Linked DNA regions of Cyprinus carpio: region 1 is linked to region 2. Evidence: chromatin contacts called from public Hi-C data. All regions are on one chromosome and are shown on one strand. The core of a region is the stretch at or near the end of the contact, and the rest is flanking DNA. Distances in the headings are between cores, read along the strand shown. Region 1 holds the start of LOC109058387 (male-specific lethal 1 homolog). Region 2 overlaps LOC109099452 (zinc finger E-box-binding homeobox 1-like).

Evidence for each region. Hi-C and Micro-C count contacts between places; a contact is called where the count stands out from the background.
Region 1: a contact with region 2 is called in a Hi-C map of skeletal muscle, with 4 times the contacts expected there. The contact joins the promoter of LOC109058387 here to the enhancer-like site in region 2. A contact is called at or near these places in 6 of 8 Hi-C or Micro-C datasets (liver, red blood cells and skeletal muscle).

Annotation. Positions count from the first base shown.
Region 1 is chrA12:14,398,720-14,405,597 of ASM1834038v1, forward strand. LOC109058387 (male-specific lethal 1 homolog) reads left to right here and starts at 5,212. Exons shown (of 9, transcript XM_042767739.1): 1 at 5,212-5,461; 2 at 6,010-6,697. The coding sequence starts at 6,083.
Region 2 is chrA12:14,276,186-14,282,871 of ASM1834038v1, forward strand. The region is part of intron 2 of LOC109099452 (zinc finger E-box-binding homeobox 1-like); the gene reads right to left. Among protein-coding and RNA genes, the nearest start is that of LOC109099452, 48 kb to the right of the region's middle. Within about 2 kb of position 1,571, at least 1 of the 8 cell types and tissues checked has an H3K27ac peak or open chromatin away from gene starts, as enhancers often do. A contact at or near this core is called in skeletal muscle, where this site is marked.

The DNA.
Region 1 (6,878 bases), core at 3,962-6,461, 130 kb after region 2:
GCTTCTGAGATGGTGACGACATGTTGGGGTTATAACGGTGTGATACAAATGCTGCAGAGCTGGAATACAGCCAAGAATGGTTTCAGGTTTTAGTCTTCATCCTTTATCTGTACATAATATTTCTCTCACCTGGCCTGAGGCATTCCAGTATGAACAATATTGCCATACTACAATGCCTGCTGTCACTGTAAACAGGAGAGTCGAGCTAGTTGTCACCGTTTTAACTTCAATTTATATTTTTCAGAATTGGCACCAATACCGTAAAATTGCAAGTTTTCACTGTTATTGCCTATAGGAAAAATACAACCCTCACGATAAGGACTTGCTATTAAATTAGATTTGTAAACAATAAAAGAATTATGAAATAGTAATAATATATAAGGTATAACATACAAAAACATCATAATTTTCCTTACTTTTGTTCTTCATTTGATTTCTTTTTGTGGCTTTTACATTCTCCTTACTCAGTCTTTCTTTTCAAATATGGTCTGTACTGTGGACAGACACACAACCCCTGTAATGATGAATCTGCCAGCCTGCATCTCTGGCTGTCTGGAGAGGACCTAGTTAAGACAGATTTGCACCCCAGGTCACAGAACCTCCAACTGGGCATGTTAGCCAGCAACAGTAGGCCTCCTTATCCCAGTGTTTAACCCTTACCCACCATGGCATTAATACAGAAGGGGGTGAAGTGTGGTGACCACCCTAACTGTTCTCTAATATTTGGACAAAGAGACATACATGTTTAGTGACAGCTTAAAGCCTAATAGCTTAGAGTGGTGACACTAATAAGCATTAATTAGTCTCATATGTGGCAGGGAAGAATTACAGCAGAAACAATGTACATTTTTATCCAAGTCTGGACATAAAGTACAACTGAAGAAAATTTATTTAAGGCCTCTTGTGAATGTGCCTATCAGCTTTTGTCCTTGTAGCCATTTATTTTATGGATTAAACATAACGAATCTTCACCTTGGTGATCTTGGTGACCTCAACAGGAGAGGTGAGTTGTCCGCTTGAAGGACTCACCCAGGATTTTTATATTAACATTAAGACTCCAGCTGACATTCTTCATGAGCCAAGCAAAACCCCCACTGCTTTTACACCTGAAGCCCCCTCTCTCCATCTCTCTCTTTTTTTCTCTCTCTCACAGAACAAGAAAAAAAAACTTGCATTCTCTATCCTCTCTTTCACCAGAAGGTATGCATCTGATTTTGCCAGAGAAAACTGAGACTTCTTTAGCAACACTTCATGTTCCGTAACATTATTTTACACACAAAATTTCTGATAATATATATATATATATATATATATATATATATATATATATATATATACAGTTCATTTTAGGATATATCAAACTGCAGGATGTTGCAACTGGCCAATCAAAATAAAGTACTTCAGAGTGCAATATAATAAAAAGAAATTATCTTTAATGAGGCACCAGAATGTTTAAATTCATATATTTGACACTTTGACTTCGAAATAACATTGACAATAACTTCGAATACATAAACATTGTCTTCACTTTATCAATTATCCATTCAAATTAATGCATTAATTCATTTGTGCATTTTATATAAATCTGCTCCAAATGAGACAGATATGGGCTTCATTAGTTTCTTTAATGCTTAGGTCAGGTCTATTCATCCCAGTGAGGGCATGACTGGAGAACATCATTCTGAAGGATATTCAGATGCACATAGATGAGCACCATTTCAAATGGCATATTCAACACACACCAAGGTAGCACTCTGATCCTGAACATCTGTATGCAGTTTCATTGGTAAAAGATCTCATAGATCTTGCCTGTATAGCTACAGACCTGTCTCTAATAACCGATAACAGATCACTCCAATCAGACTAAAGCTAGAGGAAGGCCTGCACCATCCAGACAGCTATTGGTTTAAATATCAGAAAATACACATCTTCAAAAGACATCCAGTGACATCCAAATTTTTTTTATTCTCATGCCTGTTCTGGCTTTAATTTCCTGCCTTAGGAGAAGGGTGTGTATGAATGTGTGTGTAGACCTGGAAGCATGAGCAGAACGTCACATGGCTCTGGTTTAGGTGGAAAATCAAACACAGTTGTGGGCAGGCACCAATTTAACCAAAATAGGTGCTTTAATCATTTTTATGGATAGTGGGAGTTTACAACCTTTATATGTATTTATGTACTCTCAGACTAGGAGAGAGGCATAAATCATGCGGTCACTGCAGGAGAGGAGAAGAGATTGGAATAAAGGACAGAGGAGGAGATGGAAGGACAGAAAATGAAAGAGAGAGCCAAGAGTAAAAAGGTTAGAAGTAAAGAAAAGCATGATTTAAAAAATAAAAAAAAAATTTGACAAAGCTGTCCTGGTTTATTCAAACATCACTCAAAATTATTATATATCTGACAGAAGCTTACTGAAATTTATTTTTATTATTTATAATTACACTGAAGGACTCAACGTTTACTCTTAATGTGGGTGGGATAGGGTGCCAAACGCTAGGTAATTCACCTTCATTAGATTAAATGAACAGAGCCCATTAGTCTCCTTTATTACAGACTTATTAGGCCATTAGATAACGGCCAGGTGTTGGCATGCAAAAAAGAGCGATTTTGTCACCTTAAAGTGAACTTTGTTGTGATGGAACTCAAAAAGCTTTCTCCATCCCTCCCACACAGAGTATTTTACAAGTCAACTCCGACCGCTGCAGGAATAATAATAGGGTTGGTTTTGGAGGTTGAAAATAAACAGGACGGGTCCTTGAGCTGTAAACCTGGGTTGGGAGTGTTGTTTTTGTTTCCATGGCTTTCAAAGCTCCACTGAGAGCTCATGGAGAATTGATTGTGTCTGAGTCACTCCCTCCACCTGGTTACGAGACCTTTTTGTTTGTTTTTCGCCCATTTGCTTGTCGGCCCAAAGAGGTACGTCTGACCCCTTTGTGTCCCCTCATACCACACTCACATTCACATTTTGGTAATTAATAAAAGTCATTGATTCACATAGAGTTTATGGAGACTAAAAGCAGGGCATTCAAATGCCAGTTCAAAAGACTAACAAACAAGATGAGTTAGGCTATGTGTACACGAGGGAGGTAAAAAGAGCAGATATCTACCAATAAAAAGCATAAATAGAAAAAAAATATCGTTTTGATCTGTTACATAAAGCGATCTGTGATGATGTCCTAATTCTGGCAGAAAAGAAATCAGTGAATGTAAAAATATAGACGATCACAGTATTCACCAACCTTCAGGATCCACTGTTCTGAATCGACCCCTTTGGCTAAACCTGAACCTATTTAACACCGGACTGGAGGCTGGCGGCCAAACGTGCTAACTGTGCAGCAAGAGATTGCAGAGTCTCCACTGTGCCAAACTGTGTTGAAATTAACCCAGTAATCAGAAACATTATGTTCTTATGGGGAGAGCCCAGGCGACTGGCAGATGGCTAAGAGCATTAGAGAGATACCTGCCAAACGTTAGCCTGCTCTCTCCTCCTGGTGTGAAAGCCATTGTGACGAGGAGAGAGGGGCACCCCTGTGTGTCCTCAGCATATGGTGGGGTAAATATTGACTGATATTATAATTATGAACAGCATCATGCACATGCTCAGATATTCAATACTAAAGCAGACACATACTGGAGGAGAGCCATTTGAAAATTATGCTGGCAGAAGAGAATATGACAGATGCCACAAGACCTGTAGCTGTCTATTGTGCATACTGTGGTTTAATATTGCAATGCAAACCATGATAAGTGAAGAATCACTTCGGCTACTGTTTCTCTCTTTACCTCTGATTTGTTTCTTTTTTCCTATCTTTCTGTTCTGTGTAGAAGAATATTGCAATATGGACATGAACAGCTTGTGAACACAGAGAAACAGATTCATATATACATTGATCTGGTCCATTACTGTCTTTTACTCACTTCAGTTTGCATAAGTCAAGTGAGATAATAATTGTTTTCCTTTTTAAAGCCCCCCTCTTTCTGGGTTGCATCAAAACTACGAGAGAATGAGTTATGCTTTATGCAATAAAAATGTGCAATATCCTTATATTTATTTGTTACCCCTTCATCCTAGTACATCCCTGCATCTCCCTCTATTCTATTCCATTATCATCTATAGAACAACTGTTCATACAATTTATTTATTTTGCAATATTTGTATTTTTTGGGTGTTTTTTTTTTTTGTCTGTGTGTGTTGTTTTTGTCTCTGTACTGGAAGCTTATGTCACTAAAACAAATTCCTTGTATGCGCAAGCATAGTTGGCAATAAAGCTCTTTCTGATTCTGAGTTAGAATTAGAAAATGATTATCAATTGTATTATATCTCCCCCTGCTGGTGACACAAGTTAAACACATGTAAACGCATGTAATCTCATGCTGCTGAAACCAGCAGGTGAAATAAACTCCATTTGAATTAGATTTTTGAAATCATTATCTTTTCAAATTTATAATTTTTCCTTATCAGCTAATACATATGAACGCTTTTTACAAATGTAGACTTTTTACTAATTTCAAACACACAAAAACATAATGTATCCGAAAAAAAAAACACAACAATTTTTTGGCAACAAACACTATTTTACAATAAGTGGGTAATTTTTTCTTCAAAGTGATGGGTGAAATACTGTCATTAAAGTTGTATCAATGCAAAAAATACACCTGGACATACGCTCAATGTCAACTGAATACAGAGAAAAAGAGTTTTCAATCATTTGCTAAAGACTGAAAAAAATATATATATTTTTTAAAGTAGAAGACAGAAAAACATGGTACGAGAGTATACAAATTAAAAGTCATTGCAAATGGACGTCGTTCTGCTTGCTTTTTAACTGAAGATGAAATGATGTTGAGATACGTTTTAAATTCTTTCAGAAAGATCGGGAAAAATCGGTTGTTGTTAGTGAACTTACATTTGTGGATATAAAATTTGCAAAGATACATTTATAACAAAGCAAGCATTGTTTTAGTAGAATAAGAATCATATAGTGTACTTAAATAATGTCTTTAAAATTAATAATAATAATAATAATAATAATAATAATAATAAACCGAACGGAGTGCAAAACGTCAGAGGAAATGACGCTGGGGAAGGTCGCTTCCTCAAGTGTGCACAGCATGATCATGATCCCCATATTTTTTTCTCAGACGGACAATTAGCGTTCCAATACCAGAACTATCCTGAGTAGTTTACCTATGTTAAAGTAACTATACTCAGTTTAAGTGCATAGAAACTTTTATACGCACACTGCCTTTTAATATCGCTGGAAAGCCCCTTCACTCTGAATGTAAACACGTCCTGAGACGGCGCATGCGCACTGAGTCAAACGCACTCGTATGTTGGAACATTGTGCAGATTCAAGCTTGAAAATGGGGGACAAACAGCAATAAAAGTAAAGTAGAAGGCTTAATTAAAACGCGTTTCTCCAGATCATTGGGATTTTATCGTGGGCGAACCAGCAACTATGTAAGAAATGCGGCATGGATTCAAACTCGTAGTGCAGCAAAAACGACTTTATTTTATTACCTCGTTTGCTAACAGCGGCTAGCTAGCAATGAAGATCAAAATGGAGGCGGGCTATTTATTATTAGCTCGAGTTAAAATGGTTCATACCTCTTGAACGATATGCGTCACAGCGTTTAATAAGCAGATCCACATGTAGCTTTAGTATTATTGTAATAGATGTGTGCATGTCTTCACCCGAGCGCAACCGGTAGTGAGCTGCAGTGATCTGTTGTTTATGACCAAACATCTGATTTCTAGCCTGTAGACAACTTAATATCGTAACAGATAGTATGTGAATGGTTTTGGTGTTTTATTTAGTCTACGCTTACTCAGTAGATTTATTTTAACTTTATACAGAAGGTTAGGTTCCATGTATAGAAAGGAAGGATATACTTACAGTCTACAGAATTCAAGGAGATCCTCAAAACAATGAGTTGGAATTAAAATATCCGTCACTTTGTTATTATATTGATTCTAATTGTTTTTTTTTTTTTTTTTTTCTTGTACAGGTCTGCAGACACACCATTGTTGATATCAACTCTATAGGAGCCATGGTTCATGAGGTAGAGGCTTTTGTTCGTCATGAATATGCGACCCGAATGCTTTTCTAAAGTGGGATTGTACTCAAACAACTGTGACTTAAGCCCATCTCAAACAAGACACCCAGTTAGTGTCCGAAGAGAGATTGGAGATCCTTTCGGTGACACTCCTGACAGGACCAGACAACATCCGATCTTGGACAAGACTCTGGGTGGGAAAGCTGAACGGACTTCATTGCCTTTAAAGCCTGGCAGAGAGTTGGCTGTCGCTTCAGAGGCTGGCTCTGTGGGCACAGAAACACTGTCATCTCAAGCTAAACAAATGGGGGGTGAAGGCACCCCTGTAAAAAGTAAAACTCCTTTTGGACAGACCAACACCATTGATAACAAGCCAGAGTTTGTATCCATGAATTCACATAGTAATTCTAGAGACCCTGTGGGTGAGAAAAGTGCCAAAGGGTTAGAGACTATGGGGGTGTCTAATGAAAACTCAGAGGGCAAAAGGACGAATATGAGGAAAATCAGCAGTCATCCTCACGCACAAGCCACTTGCCTGAAACAACTGCTTCTGCTTCAGCTGGACTTGATAGAGCAACAACAGCAACAGCTGCAGTCTAAGGACAAGGAAATAGATGAACTCAAATCAGACAGAGACACGGTATGTATGCAAGCGTTGGGGTCAGTGAGATTTTTAAAATGAGCACAAATGAAATGTTCTTTTGAACTTTCCATTCATCAAAGAAATCCTGGAAAAAAGATGCATCACAGTTTCCACAAAAATATTAAGCAGCACAACTGTTTTCGAAACTGATAATAAATAAGAAATGTTTCTTGAGTAC
Region 2 (6,686 bases), core at 321-2,820:
ATTGCAAATGAACAAGCAAAGGCTTCGGGAGAAACTGAGCCCTCGGGCGGAAGACTGTGCCTTAGCAATGCGCTCTCTCATGCGTATGCTGAAAATGAGTCCGCAATGTCAGCAATTACAACTAATGGCATTTGCTAGTGAGTCAAAACAACATTCGGAAACACCTGAGGACATTTGTGCATTTGTGTGTCGGAACGATTTAAGAGATCCTGCTATATGTGAGGACAAAAACAAAATGAAGAGGTGTTTTTTGTTTGTTTGTTTTTGTTTATGTCAGTGTTCTTTTGCTCGTTCTCACTCTCCTTCTCTTTTTCTAGTGCACTCTACCCTTGTCAGCAGTGATGTCTCCATAAGGGACACTGATTCACACAGACACTGTTTATTTGTCTGACGTGTAGGTTTTTCTCACCACAGTATAGACGGATGTCCTTGGTTCTATACAAAGATGACACATATCCTGTCATCAGTGTTTTTTTATTTATTTCTTTTTATTATCATTATTTTTTTTTTCCTTTTTTTAGTCACTTTTGTCTTTAAAATGTTTATTTAATTGTCAGTAGTTATTATAATTGTTATTAGCTATTATTTAATACTAATTCATTATTTATTATTTATTAACATTTTAATTGTATAATTTGCCTTATTTTTAATTTATTAATAAACATATATTAATTAATTATAAATGCATTACATTTTTTATTTTAGTCCATTCTACTCTGAAATAGCATGACTTTAGTTTATGATGATGTCCATAAATTGAAACATTTATTAATGCATCCAACATTTAACATTACTCAAGATTAACAAAATATAAATTAATCTAAAAACATTTGAATGTGTTTTTAATATCTTGCAGTGTTATAGTTCTCATTGTATTTTAGTTATTTTTTTCATTATGATAAAATTATTATATGTTGATTTAAATCTGGTCAACAAATATTTTTGTCAGTAATTTTGCAGACCAGAGTAACACTGCCTATCATGTAAGCAGGTACAAAAATAAGAGTAACAGAAGACTGATTTCACTGATTCATTTACACAACTACGCTCTTGAATGACCGGATATCATGATCTCCAGTGATTTAAATGGCAAATGTTTCAGTAGGTCCCTCCCAAACGTTCCTGTGAGATTTAAATTATGTTGAAATCTGGGTGTGAGATGTTCCACAAGTGAAGGAACAGATGATTACCAGAGCTCTCGCTCCAAGCTTTGCCCTGCACTATACAGCCATTACAGCATGCTGTTGTCATGACATCATAACACAACTGTAGCCGTGACAATCTCACATTATAAGTGGGCCAGAGATAGAGACATGAATGTAAGTGGGGCTGGACGAGAGTGTCTCCTTCCTCATTCTACACTCAGATCTACACTACAGCATTTCCAAGAAACACTTTATTACGCCTCATTATTAAATCCCGTGACATCTTGTGTGGAACAATATCCACTCAGGCCTTACAATAAAAACTGTTGACAGAGGGAGACAGATAGTCTTGTGATTGTACAACAAGCTTAAACCTTTTTTGAAGAGAATTAAGATACTTGTTGTAGTCTAAGCTCAGTTAAGTAACTAACACGTGTACATATGATCATATATGACATCCTGACCTTATTAGGGTTGAAGGTCAGATAAAGTGCAAGAGTGTACTGCAACGGGCTTGGTTTGATTTGATGATGGTGCACTAGTTAGCATGTTAGAGCTGGGTCACATGAGTCTAAATCTCAGCCAGTTTACAGATTTACTTTAACTCGGATGATTAAGTAGAGAAAATGAAGACATTAAACCCACTAACAAAACCGTTACAGTTGACTATGGCATTATCACTGAGGCTGAATGTGGCCCAAATCTGATTTTTCTGTGAGGTTGCTCACATGATCTGTATCAGATACTGGTTTGAACAGACAACACTCTTAAACTTATTTGTGCTTGTACCGTAAAACACCCTGGCATGTCCAACAGAAGTAAATAGGTGGAGGCAATGTTACAATTCTACACTGAATAATTATAAAGAAAAAGAGATCAAAGTGATTCAAGAATTGTAATTCTTACATTATCTCTTTGCCCTTATAATTAATCAATATGCACAATAATGAGTCCTAGAGTTCTCATGATAGAAATTTCTGAAGTATCGTGTGACACTGTAGACGAGTAATGGCTGAAAAGTCTTTATATTCATATTATATTTCACAATATTTCTCTTTTACTGCATTTTTTTCTTACCGACCCCAAACACTGGGAGTAGAATGTTAACTGAACATCTCTTTATGAGATTCACATGATTCTGATTCTTCTGTGCCTCATGGCATAGACCAGGCATATTTAAATGGCAGACCGCAGTCCGGGTCCAGACCGCGAGACAGTGGAGGCACTATTTTACCACCATTTTTCTAGATAAAGTGACCAGCGAGTCAAAACAATGAAGCAGTTCACACCATGAGCGCTCCGGGTCGTTTATTGTAACAATCTATCGGCGTTATATTCTCTGATATCTTTATCTAGATTCTAGATCCAAATGCAGTTCATGCAAGCCCTTCCCGTGCGCATTGCTTCTCTATAAAGACGCTAAAGCACCATTGAGAGCTGCCGATGACGTGGTTATTTTAACAACAGTAGCAGAAATACATCGATACTTTTGCTAAAACAAGAAAACAAACTGCAAGTGCTGAAAATATATCTGATCATTCAAACAAGGTTTGTGATAATACAATTCCATCTACATTTAGCATTAATCAGCATGTTTAAAACAAACTTATTTTAAAAAATGGCAAACTTTGAAATTACTATTTAATTTGTTGTCTGTTTATGATGCGAGCATTTTGATTATCATGTACATGTACACGTTTATTTATTTTAGTAGATACTTATTTTAAGCAAAATATAAAAATGGTTCAAGAGGAAAACTGTCACATGGTCTTCTGCCTTACATGTATCTAAATGTAAAAATAATAATTGCTTGATAAAACATCTGATCTTATCTTTTAATATTCATATTTTATTGAGGTCAGATCAACTGATGAAATATTTGATATAATTATTTATTTTTTCATAAAAAAAATAAAAAAAATCTCAGATGCCCCTGCCCTTTGGCTCTGAAGATCCAATATCTTCATTTTTATTATTATTATTATTATCTTGACTGTTTAGGTTTTCTCTTTCTCTTTTACAAAGCACTACTGGTGCCCAGATGGAAATTTATAATGCTTTACATTTAAATGGCTGATAAGCTTTCCTCTGAAACCCTCCACCTTCCCCAGCTCCACCTGTATAGATCTGCTATAGCAGCAGTATGTCTTTAATACTCACAGCACCATATCAGCTTATGTATTTGGCATTAGCAAGTTCCTGTACTTGATTGCCTCAGCAGCAGTGATAATCTACAAGTACAGCAATAACCAACAACCACAACAATTCAGCAGCAGCATAGAAGATATATTCCGCCAAGACCAAATACATTAACATTGTCATATCCATTACCATGCTAAAATCTTCCTAGAGTTCTCATGATAGAAGTATAGATATATTTATTTATATTTGTAGTATTGTTTTGTAAGGTAATCCGCTGGGAAGGAAATATAGAGACTAGACCTCTTGAAACTTTAATTAAATACGCCCGGTATATACCCTCAGCCAGCACTACATTTCCCAGAATTCACCAGCTTCACTTTTCCTGATTAAAGTTCTGATGAGATTTCTATTAGGAGTCTGGCACTTCCAGCACTTTCCCCAGTCACCAATTACTCCATCACCATATGCTCATGCACTTTAAAGGGGTCATGAACTGCATTTTTTATTTTATAATATTCTCTGAGGTTCACATATAACATAATAACTTAGAAGTAATAGGCTATTTTCTATCCTGTTTTTGAGTCTCTCTGCAGAACGGTCCGTTTTTATAGGCGGGGCACATTCAAGACTTGCAAGTAAACGCCCACTGCTATGATTGGCTTACAGTTTTGCTTATTAAAACCTAAGAGCCAAATATAGAATATAATCTCCCTAAAAGAAAAAAATGAGGTAAGCCCATCCGCCATATTTCTTGTTCCATTATGCTAGGTGCCTCTGCTCACCACATTACGTAAATGGCTTATTCCTAATGCCTGTTCAAGAAACATGTGGTTAAATTAAAGGGAAATAGAGTGGCATGACATACTGAATTGGCTATGCAGCATCACTATCCATACCACAGTAATCATGTATTGGTTTATAGAACACTTATCCCATTAATGACTGCAAGAGGAGCGTTTTCATCTCAGAGAACATGTGAGCCGACAGCGAGCAAGCGGCCAGTCATCTGATCATGAAGAAAGAAGTGTAGAAAAAGAGCTTGGACAGAGGGAAAGTAAAAGCAGAGGTTGAGGTAGAGGGGCGTTAAAACAAATACAGACAGCGAGACCACAGAGACAGCCATACGGTCTCTAAGCGAGGTGGTACTCTAAAACAGAGATCGCTGCCAAGATAAAAAGAAAGAGAAAAGAAAATAATGAAAGGTGTGGGCTAGCCCGAAATGGAGAGTGAGAGTTGGACTGATAGCGCTGAACCATTATGGCTAGTGCCTGCTTTACAGCCCTGAGCTTTATGAATGATGGGAAGCTTAGACAGAGAAGTGTATATAACTCAAACACGACATCTGAGAACAGAGAACAATGCACATTACATCTCAGCAGACCAATTTCTCTATGTGACACACCTCGTAATGGCTCGTATATATATGGGCCTCTAGCTGCAACCGAGCCTTTGGCAATGGAAAGGGAAAAGCTACGAAATCAAGAAGAAAAAGTGCAACAGGTGCTTGGATCCTGTGCTGTAACATGTTAAAAGGAAGAATTCTGGGAAAACATTAGAGACTCAGAACAACAATTAATTCAAAGCTACAACAAAGAAGCAACAGGCAGACAAAGAAAGACTACAAAGAGATGAAGGTGGTATGGAGTTTGAGAGAAAAAGAGAGACAGAGCGTGTGTGTAGTCCCTCTCTCTTAACTCGGGTTTCTGTGAAGTGTTTAATGTTTGGAGAGCTCTGCCAAAAACAATGACTTTCTTCTTCACTGAAGCTCCATCCTGCAGAGAACTGACAGAGAAGCCGGGAGAGAGGAATGAATGAATACTGGCAGAAATTAAAATGACAGAGGACTATGAATTTCTGGGGCGAACCTTGAAATACAGAGTGGAGAGTAGAAAATGTACCGAATGAAAAAACTGAACAAGGAGCTGCTGTGCAAGGAGTTGCTGTGGTTATAGTGGCGGTATATTACCTGCCATGATGCCTGCGTCCCGCAACACTAAGCTTAATGCACAATAGCACCCTGGTAGCTCACACACAACAGACTTTGTGTTCACCTCTTCCAGCATTAACAATCCCCACACTGCAGGCAATATATATTAGCCCAGGAACAGGAGAAATGCCTTTCGGCAAAGCAAAAGAGCTCTATTGTATCCCAGTCACCCTTTATCAAGGCTTATTTTCCAGATGGAGCCAAGATTTTACCATCACAATAAAAAACTAAGTCTGCATTTTCAGAAGGAAATACCTGTGCTTGAAAGGAATGGTGTTGAATCATCTCAATTAGTGTCTGTAAGAGAGATTACACTTCACATTCCCTTAAAATAACATAAAACCTCCAAGTGTTATAGTGTTGATGAAGGTTGACTAGTCAATTTGTAAAGACAGCTAGTTTATCGACACAATTCCTACATACACTTCCTGAATACCCATTTTGACTTCTTACTTAGAACTGTAGAAAGATTTTTTTTTTTTTTTTGGTTAGTTATTTTTTTATTTCTTTTTATTTAAAGGTTTTCCTTTGAATACACTGCATTTAGATTTTTTTCTTTTACTTAATTTCTTTTATTTTTGCACTACTGTTTTATTACTGTTTTATGAATTTTAAATGTTTTTGAAAGAAATCTTTTATGCTCAACAATGCACCAATTTATTTGATCAAGATACAATAAAAACAATAATATGTAATATTATTACAATTTAAAATAACTTATTTTCTAACTCTTTTTAACTCTGTTTTAATATATATATATATATTTTTTTTTATATATAATTTATTCCTGTGATGACAAAGCTGAATTTCCAGCAGTCCAGTATTCGGAGTCACATGATACTTCAGAAATTATTCTAATATGCAGATTTGGTGCTCAAGAATAATTTCTAATTATCATCAATGTTAAAAATGGTTGTTTAATATTTTTGTGGAGACAGTGATAAATTTTTTCAGGATTCTTAATGAAAATAAAGTTCAAAAGAACAGCATTTATTTAATTAAACAAATCTTATGTAACATTATAAATGCCTTTACGATCTCTTTTGATTCTTTGCAGAATAAAAGTATATATATATTTTTTTCGTCTGGTTACAGAAGTTGCATCTTTAAATTCATCCCCTTTAAAGCATCAGAGTCACAGCCACACAGATTCAGACAGACGTCTTAGGATGTTGCGTCACTTCGAACACTGTTTTTGGAGCATCCTGCCACAGGCTTGCATTTTTAAGTGTCAATTTAAAAATAGTCTAACTTTTAAAATATGGATCTTGAGACACCTTCATTCGGTTCTATCTAGCTGTTTTTGAATGCATAACGTGTCTTATGCAAACACTCCCTGAGAAACTAGTCTGATCAGGATCAGGTGAACCTGAAATGAGACTTGATATACAGAGCTTTCTTGCCAATGATAT